Regions from separate parts of the Anas platyrhynchos genome. Here region 2 is linked to region 1. The links are chromatin contacts, called in public Hi-C maps. All regions are on one chromosome and are shown on one strand. The core of a region is the stretch at or near the end of the contact, and the rest is flanking DNA. Distances in the headings are between cores, read along the strand shown. Region 1 holds the start of TAFA2 (TAFA chemokine like family member 2). Region 2 overlaps USP15 (ubiquitin specific peptidase 15).

Region 1 (4,819 bases), core at 669-3,168:
TGCTTTGTATGTTTTTTTTTTTTTTTTTTTTCCCCTTGTATTTATTTATTTTTATGTGACCTGTTGGTATTGTTTTAACTAGGTTATAATAGTTCTGTGTCTCAGATGTGTTTGCATAATTCTTGTAACAGCAGGGCAGCAGCATGAAACTACTGAGTATTCTCTGGTCTCACCATACACAGTCAGGGTAATGATACATGCAGCTAATATAGGTCTATGTGCTCCTATAATTACAAGGTGCTAGCTATGTCTGAAGTGCAGTAGCTGCTGTAGCTGCATTTTAGCTGCTGTAGTTGCATTTTTGGTGTACTTGGGCTACTTTTAATCTAGTAACAGTGTTTGTGGCCCTACATTGACCCATGCGACAGTAAAAGCTACCCTATTCTATTACATATTCAGGGTCCTCCGTTATTTTGCACTTGTGGGACAGGAGCATCTGGCCCCAGTGGATTCACATTATTTTTGGTCTATCTCAACATACTGAAATTACGTTGCTAATTGCATATCTGGTTTCAGTTCCTTCTGTGTTGTTTTAGCTGCTTGTGATTGCAGAAACACAGCCACTGACTAGGGAAAGTGTGATGTTATTGTATCAGCTTCTAATGAATGAGGTAAGACCACATTTATCTTTATAACCAAACAGGCTTTTAATTTGGCTCCAGTACACACCCAGGCATGTGTACTGCAGTGCCTGCTGCAAGAGTGTTTGTGACAACCACACACCAGGTTATTTTCCAGGCAACCTTTCCCACACCAGCCTCTGTATTTTGTCCTACTTGTGTGCCAGGTAGTCAACATCCTTACTCTTTCTTTATTTTGACTTTTCTTTCTGATTGCATGGACCTTTAGGTCTGTATTTGCTTTGAAAAAAAAAAAAAAGAAAATCAAACATTCTGCAGATCTTTACTCACACAGAAAAACTCTAGCGTGAAGAATAACAATCAGGAGAGTGTTTCACTCCCCTCTTCCATTTCTCAGAGTTGACCATCAGCATCATACAAGACGGGATGACAGCTAAAGGCTCAACAAAGGCTTCTTTTCTGAAAAATATGCTTATGCAAATTACAATATATACATGTATATAAAGACGATGGATAATTAAGTATATCAGCACTACTTAATCCAACATGCATTCATTCCCATTTTAACCTAGGAATGGACAAGCATTCTGGGAGAACAGCAAGACTTTGGCCCTCTGTTTGATATCACTGGAATGACTGAGGGCCCTTTCTGCCCACCTCTGGCCCCCTCCCCTCCACTTCTCTGCATCCCCCTTCAGACGGCTCAAACCACGCTGCAGTAAAGGAGCAAGCTGCGCTTTCACTTATCCTCAGCCACCACCATTTCCCCCATCCATCAGCAGCCGTGGCGAGCCACCGCTGGGCTCTCCCGGCTTTGGGCAGGAGGAGAAGAGCCCTTCAGGCTCTGACCCCTAACAAATTCCCCTAAAACCCCCCCAAGCCCGGCAGCACGGAGCCAGCCCGGGAGCCCACGGGCAGGCACCGCCGGGGGAAAGCGGGCTTCCCCGCTGCCGGGAGTGCCTCCCTTCTCCCTCTGGAGGGAGACACAGTCCAGCTTTTGGCTGCCGGCGCCGCCGCGTCCCTCCTGCCCCTACCCTGCCCCTGCCCCTGCCCCAGCCGCCGCGACCCCTGCCCCGCGCCCCGGGGGAGCCGTCGGGCTCCCCCCTGCCCGTCCCGTCCCCGTGTCCCCATCGCGGCGGTCCCGGGGGAGGTGCGGGGGTGCCCCTCTTCTCCCCGCCGCCTCCCACGTGTGTGTGTGCCGAAACTTGGCAGCCCCCCGCCCGCTGCCCGGCAAGGGAAGGGTGGGCACGGGAGGGGAGGGAGAGCCGTGCCGAGCCCAGCCGAGCCGTGGGGGCGGGCGGCAGGCGGCCGGAGCCCCGCAGCCTGCCAGACCCTCTCCAAGCGGGCTCGGCAGGGGGGCGACGAGCGGAGAAAGGAGAAGGGGAAGGAGCAGGAGCAGGAGCAGGAGCAGGAGCAGGAGCAGGGCGGGCTCCCCCTCCGCCCCCCGGCTGGGCGGCCCCTGCGCGGAGCTGCTGCTGCTGCTGCTGGTGCTGAAGGTGAAGCTCCGGCTCTCCAATTACTTTTCCCAAGAGGGAGAAGGAGGCAGCAGGAGGGGAAGGCGAGCCGTGTGGGGAAGGCAGGCCAATCAGAGCCGCGGGAACGGAGGGATTGCTGCAGGACGCCGCGGGTTTTCCTCCCGTCCTCCGCCGCCGGGGCTGAATCGGGACCGCACGCAGCTGGCGGAGGGGCCGGAGCCGCACCAGGCTGCAGGACTTCCTCGCCCCACAGCCAGCCCCTACTTCTCCTCCTCCTCTCCGTGTTTTGATTATTTTATTATTATTATTATTTTTTTAAATACTCCGAGCCACTTCGGGTCTCCCCTCCCTCCCCACGCACTTCGCCTTCCCTCCCGCATCCTCCCAGCCGGATTCCCGCTCCGTTCCCCGACAGCCGGGGGACAGCCGGGCACCGACGGCCGCCTGCCTGCCTGCCTTTCCCCTCCGTGCCGTGCCGTGCCGAGCCGTGCCGAGCCGAGCCAAGGGGAGCCGAGGCGGGCGCGGCGCCGCTCCATGCCCCCGGGCGCCGGCGATGCCGGGGCGGTGAGGCCGGGGCTCCCCCTCGCCGGGAGGCGGCCGCTCGCGGGGTGCTGCCAGCTCGGAGCGGGGCTGCAGGTAGGTGAGCCGACCACCGTGGGGCCCCAAAGTTGCGGGAGGCCGGCTGAGGGGGTCAGCTGCCGCCCTCCCACCGCGTTTTATTTTTATTTTATTTTTATTTATTTTTTTTTTCCCTCATCCTTTGGGGTCTTCTTATTCGGGCCAAGTACCTCACCCGCGGGGGCTGGGGGACCCAGGGGTCTGTCAGCCCCGCTGCTCGTGAGGGAAGGGTGGGCGCTCACTCGCTGCGCCCCCGGGGACTTGGGGTTTCAGAGACCGGACGCTTTGTCGGACGGCTCCAGACAGGGGTTAAAAGAGCGTGGAGTCGCCTTGAGAATCCTTTAAAACAGGAGCGATCAAGAGATGGGTCTTGACTCCCTTTCCGTGTGTAGCGCTCCCCAACTTGTGGTGTGTAGGGCATGCAGCCCCTCTGCGTGGCTTTCTTTCCATTTCAGGGAACTCATTTGCCTCCTAAATACACCACAGGTTCGGTATTCTGCAGTGGAAAGGCTCTTCCCTTGCTCCCTGCCATTTATAGCTTTGCAAGAGTGAGTTTTAAAATAACCCGCTTTGTTCCCTTGAACTGTAGGATCGGACACCCCGTTATCTGGGCAAAGGATAAAAAGCACTAGCTTGCACTGCCTGGTTAGGAGTTGCCATTCATGTCCCTGCTGTGTGGTTCATTCTTACCAGGAGTTAAAATCATTGCTTGAAGCACTTGAAATTGTATGTGTACTTACAGTTGTCTCTTTCCAGCTTTTGCTCGGAGATTGTCAGTATTTTTTTAAGGCACGAAGCACTTCACTGCCACCAGTGTCCCCCCCAGCAGGCTCCAGCTCTGTATTTAAGGAACGGGGCTTTGACTCTTGAAGAACAGCCAATTTGAATAATAAACATACTCAGCCCCTATCCCTGGAAGCCCCATAAAGCATTCGGGGTCTTAGGGTCTTCTCGCAGCACTGGATACATTTAAATGACTATTGACTAAATGATAATTGTTATCTGGTTTCTCTGTCTTACCAAGTGGCTTCAGACATTAGCATTCAGCCTGCTATATGTTTAACACTTCAAAGCTGCTTTATGGGCTGACCTAAGTGATGTCAAATTGATAAATTAAAATTATTTTCTGTAGCATAAGGTACGCACTAAAAACGAGCAGTTCAATGGTACTGTGAATATAGCTGAACTGAAGTTGGGAAAGAGGCGTTTTTATCAGGGGTTGCAAGGGTTACATCTCTTACACTTTTTCTCAGTAATTGCACAGTCATTTCATATTGATGTCTCTAATTTATTTTGTGCGTAATTAAAAGTAGTAAAGTAATTCATATAAATTTCATTATGAAAAAATTATTTTGGGGAGCTGATACTGCTGAGGCAATATTGAAAGCTATGTGTTTTTTGGTTTCATAAAGTCCTGATTCCCCAAACTACAGTACTGCTACTGTTATAAACTATACAAGTACCACAATTTTAGTGGAAAGCTTGGCTCAATTAGTTAATTGCAGATCAGGATTACTATTCAGTGTTTCCACATGTTGTCTGAACAGAAGGGGGCTTTCAAAAATGTGGTATTAATTTTAGATATGCTACTGGTAGTGGGTGACTTTGAGATAAAATCTTGATTCCTGTCAGACGGTTTTAATCAGAGAATGACGTCTAATGTGGCAGTGTCTTTTATCATACCAGATATGAGACCAAGTAACCTTTTCCTCCTTCTCTTCCTATGAGCAGAGAGATCTCATGTAGGTGCTTGTGATGCACTTGAGAATTCTGGTGGGGAATACATGAATAACTAGTTCTGTGCGGAAGTAAGTGGATGTGTCTACAGATGGGTATTGGTGATTGCTTTACTGGCAACTTGCAAAGTGATGATTCATTGAACCCCGTCTAGATTTACATAAAGCAAATAATACTTTACACTGAATTGTGACAGCAGAAAAACATGCAGCAGCCAAGAAGTTCCGTAATTTCATCACAGGTGATGACAGGCTTGATAAAGGACCTCTTTACAAATGCAGGTTCTGTGTTTCTGATGAGCAAAACATACTATGGAATTTTTTAGATCTGAACATCTTTGCACTCAAATTTATTGCAGGCTGTATTACTGTTTGCCAACCTGTGTGAGGCATAAATAGTGTATTAGCA
Region 2 (4,878 bases), core at 513-3,012, 75 kb before region 1:
CACCATGACGGTCAGTGGGGCTAGAGCACTTGCCCTGTGGGGAGATGCTGAAGCATCAAGGCTTGTTCAGCTTGGAGAAGAAACTGTTTCAGGGGGACCCAACAGCAACCTCCCAGTACCTACAGAGAGGCTAACGCGAAGATGGAACCAGGCTCCTCACAGTGTTAAATAGTGGGAGGACAATAAGCAATGGGCTTAGATCCTCAGTGTCTCTTTTTTCAATGTAAGGTAAGAAGTTTTCACCATGTGGACAGTAAACAGTGGAGCCAGTTGCCCAGAGAAGTTGTGCAGCCTCCCTTCTTGGAGGTTTTCAGAACCCAACCAGGTAAAACCTTTGGTAACACTCTGACCTCAAATCTGACCTTCCTTTGTGCTGGAGGTTGCACCAGTGTCCTCCTAAAGTCCCTTCTAATCTGCATTATCCTATGATACTAAGGTAACCAGGAAATACTTATTCACATCTCAGAGGGGATATTATATGGGAGTGATAATAAAACTTCAAAGCAAATTACCTATTATGCCAGTAAACTGTGGAAATGAGGAGACAATGAGATCATGAAATTAAGCTAAACATTGGGTATTCATATAGGTATCATGCTTCTTGAGCTGCCCTACTTAATACAAGTTTTACACAAGGGACACTAAAATTTCCTATTTCAGTTGCCTAATATGAGACCAAGAGCTGACTGACTGAAAAAGAGATCCCAGTTGTAGAAGAAAAGGTGAATTACTTTACACCTGTCTGTCCTACTTTTGTCTGAAGAGCTTAGTATCAGATGTGGTGACAAAAACATTCAGCTAATGCACTCTTTAACCCAGAGTCTGTATGCCTATGGCAACTGAGACAGAACAATAAAAACGTACTCATTTCACGTTTTGGTGAAAAGCATTGTTTTGTTTGGATAAAATCATTGCTGTAACATTGATAATCAGAAGGCTGGAGCACCTCTCCTACGAAGAAAGGCTGAAAGAGCTGGGGCTGTTCAGCCTAAAGAAGAGCAGGCTCTGGGGTGACCTCATTGTGGCTTTTCAGTACTTATAGGAGGCTTATAAAAAAGAGCGACTCTTTTCCTCAATGAGATAAAGACAGGACAAGGGGGAACAGTTTTAAACTGAAACAGGAGATTTAGGATTAGAGGTTAAGAGGAAACTCCACTTGTAAGGTGGTCAGGCAATGGAACAGGCTGTCCAGAGAAGCTGTGGATGCCCTATCTCTGGAGGTGTTCAAGGCCAGGTTGGATGGGGCTTTGGGCAACCTGATCTAGTGGGTGGTGCCCTTGGTTATGGCAGGGCTTGGAACTAGGTGATCTTTAAGGTCCCTTCTAACCCAAGCCATTCTATGAACCAACCTTAGAAGGAATGCCTTTCAGCTTTCTGAAGAAAGAAATTTCCTGAAATACTTCATTTCAAAATTCTCAACAGCTGCTGTTTAAAAGTATGCATAATCATAGTGATGGCAAAAATAAATAAATAAATATATATATAAACTTATAAAGTGTTTTTGTTTACAAAAATACTTTAATTCTTCTCCTGTTTTTGCTTCACAAAATGTAAACTGGGAATTCTCAGGTTTTCACAGCAAAAGAAAAAAAACTTTACCCACTGAGATCTTAATGCTATTATCACACAATAGGGCAAAGCAATACTTAGGAAAGATCCACAGGTGGCAGCACAGCAATACTTCAGAAAATACATTCTCAGTGCTGGGCGGATAGAATGAAGAGCAGAAAAAAGTGGGAATCAGCAGAAGTGGATAAACTGTTTCTGTTCAAGGAAGCTACACTGGATATACTTCAGCGCCGACTGAATGGAAGGGATCAAGACAGAGCTTTTGCAACAGAACATACATGAATGTAACTGGAAATTATTCCAGCACTTAAAACTCTACATCAAACTATTTAATGACAGAGTTAACCAGTTCCTTAATCATCTTTTGTCACCTTTCAATTGCTCCAGTATGCCCAGGTCTCTCCTGTACTGGGGAGCCCAGAACTGAACCCAGCACTCCAGGTGTGTCTCGTCAGGGCAAAGTGCTGAGAAGAGGACAAGGCTCACCTCCCTCGACCTCCTGGCAGTGCTCCTCCTAATACAGCACAGGAGGTCAGTGGGCTCCTTTGCCCCAAGGGCACATTGCTGGCTCATGCTTGGATTTTTGTTAAACAGGACCCTAGGTGCTTCCCTGCCAAGCTGCTTTCCAGATGGTGGGCCTCCGTTCCTCTCTCAGCATGTACTGGTGCCGAGGTTATTCCTTGCCACATGCATGACTTTGCATTTCCTTGTATGAAACTTGAGGAGGCTCCTGTCTGCCCATTTCTCCATCCCTCTGAATGGCAGCACACCCATCTGGTGTGTCAGCCTCTACTACCGGTTTTGTATCACATCTCAACAAATACAGCACACTCCATCATCCAGATCAAAGACTACAGCATCCAATATTCCCAAGCACAATTCCCTCGTTTCCAATCAACACACCCCCTCTTTGAGCCCATCCCCTCTTTGCTTCCAAGATCAAATGTGTTCACAGTGCTTTGGCCATAGGCATTACACATTACTAAGCAAGCACTAAATACCTTTAGCCCGAATAAACAAATGTTAACCCATTAACAGTAGAAGATAGAAGTAATGGCAAATTAACACGGGAAAATCTACGGTTTCTGTGTAACTGAAAACATAATTGGAAAAAATGCAAAATTTAAGTGGTTGCAAAAGGAAAAAGACAGCAGACTTTGCAGTGTATGAAACTGCAGCGTGTTAATAACATGTCATACTCCCAATAAAAAGCATTTTCATGGATTTCTTGGATAACATTAAACTCTGAAAAATCCTTTCCTTGAGAGATATAGTAGATAGAACTGAAAGATACGTCACACTTCCTTGCAAAGAAAGCTGCCGAGTAATGCATTTGAAATAAATGTACTGCCAAGGACAAATGAATGGTAGCAAGCCAAACTAAAAGCTGCATTGCTCAAAAAACACGAGTCCTTTTAATTTTCTTACCATGGCACTGTCTTGTGAATCAGCAAAATTCTGTTTATTCACTTACACTACAGTTTCTTATAATTCTTATTTAAACACTCAATTCTTTGGATAGAACTGAAAAGCAACGAAGGCTGGCTTGTTTTGGAATGTAAACATCAGAACGTATTTTCGAAATCCTGTTAACACAGTGGGATGCTGATGTAAAGTGTAATAAGCTGAATAAGATACCTAAGCACAACAACCCATGCTAATCATTCTCACCTCAAAGTTTTTATATCTACATGTATACAAATTCAAATTACAATCAAAATTAGCTTTGTTTTTAATCAGTCTAGCCTGATAGAGAAGTAAACTTTCATTAAAAAAATGTTTTGCTACGTACTAAGAATATTCTGAAGCCTCTAAGTTGATTCTGGCTCACTCACTAGACACAAAAACATATTCTTAATTTTTTACTTTAAAGTAAGTAGTATGATGATGCAATTCAATAATCAAGAGAGGTTACATATAGAATTTTATTCATAGAATCACAGAAGGGTTGAGGTTGGCAGGTACCTCTAGAGCTCATCTGGTCCAATACCCTGCAAGGACACCCAGAGCAGGCTGCCCAGGACCACTTCCAGGTGGCTTTTGAAGAGCTCCAAGGAGGAGGCTCTACAGCCTCTCTGGGCAGCCTGTGCCAGTGCTCAGTCACTTGCACAGTAAATAAGTGCTTTCTGATGTTTAGACAGAACCTCCTGTTTTCCAGTTTGTTCCCACTGCCTCTTGTCTCAGCACTGGGCACCACTGGTTCTGACTTCTCTGCATCCTCCCTTCAGGTATTTATACACATTGACAAGTGTAGCCCCAAACAATTACTGATGTCTGGGGCTTTTCCTGCCCACATGCAGGACTTCACACTTCTCCTTGCTGAACTTCATGAGCTGCTTTTCGGCACATTTATATAAACCGTGGAGGTCCCTCTGTGGGGGACCTCCGTGGAGGCTGTGAACAATGTGGAGCCAGACACTTCTCAGAGGTACACAGTGACAGGACTACATGCAGATGCATGCTGAATGGATGCATGCAGAAGACTGTACCTATGATCATTCTGAGATCCCTTCAAAGCCAAATTATTCTTTGATTTTATATACCAAAAAAAGGATAGAAAACCTTCATAGGCTATGCATCTCTGGAACATTTCCTTCTCTGAACAAATTTCAGCAACTTCATAAACTTAGATTATAAACGTATCTGAAACTACTACTTTCCTGAACAGGATAAAGAAGAAATTCAATGTAAGCCAGGAATCTCTGTGATGGTTATTGAGATTAAATCTGAAGTATCCTTGGTAAAGACCCAGGATCTTTACACTCAATAGGAAAAACTATGAAAGAGAACTTAAGTACACTTCACAGTTTTTTGACCTAAGACTGCTTTGGTGACAAAAACATGAGTTCCAGAATTAAACAGAAAGAAATTATTAGGTCCTTCTAATCATTAATGAATTTAATTTAGAGAAGAGAAGGCACTGGGGAGACCTCATAGAAAACTTCCTTTAAAAGGGGGCCTACAGGTAAGATGGGCAGAGACTCCTTAGTATGGCGACAAGGCAAGGGGTAATGTTTTTATACTAAATAAGGGCAGATTTAGACTAGAAATAAGGAAGAAATTCTTCACTATTGAGGGTGGTAAGGCACTGGAACAGGTTTCCCAGAAGCTGTGGATGCCTCATTCTTGGAAGTGTTCAAGGCCAGGCTGGATGGGGCTTTGGGCAACCTGGTCTGGTGGGAGGTGTCCCTGCCCATGGCAGGGGGTTGGAACTGGGTGGACTTTAAGGTCCCTTTGGACCCAAACCATTCTGTGATTGTCCTACTGCAGCTTCCACTTAAAAGAATTGTAGTCATTTCACTTTTTTCT

The links. A called contact is a pair of places that touch in the nucleus more often than the background predicts.
Region 2: a Hi-C map of subcutaneous adipose tissue shows a contact between it and region 1, with 2.5 times the contacts expected there. The contact joins the enhancer-like site here to the promoter of TAFA2 in region 1. A contact is called at or near these places in 3 of 8 Hi-C or Micro-C datasets (liver, skeletal muscle and subcutaneous adipose tissue).

The regions. Positions count from the first base shown.
Region 1 is chr1:34,903,948-34,908,766 of IASCAAS_PekinDuck_T2T, reverse strand. It overlaps TAFA2 (TAFA chemokine like family member 2), which reads left to right and starts at 1,918. Exons shown (of 8, transcript XM_027456517.3): 1 at 1,918-2,692.
Region 2 is chr1:34,978,500-34,983,377 of IASCAAS_PekinDuck_T2T, reverse strand. The region is part of intron 7 of USP15 (ubiquitin specific peptidase 15); the gene reads right to left. Among named protein-coding and RNA genes, the nearest start is that of MON2, 34 kb to the left of the region's middle. Within about 2 kb of position 1,762, at least 2 of the 8 cell types and tissues checked have an H3K27ac peak or open chromatin away from gene starts, as enhancers often do. A contact at or near this core is called in subcutaneous adipose tissue, where this site is marked.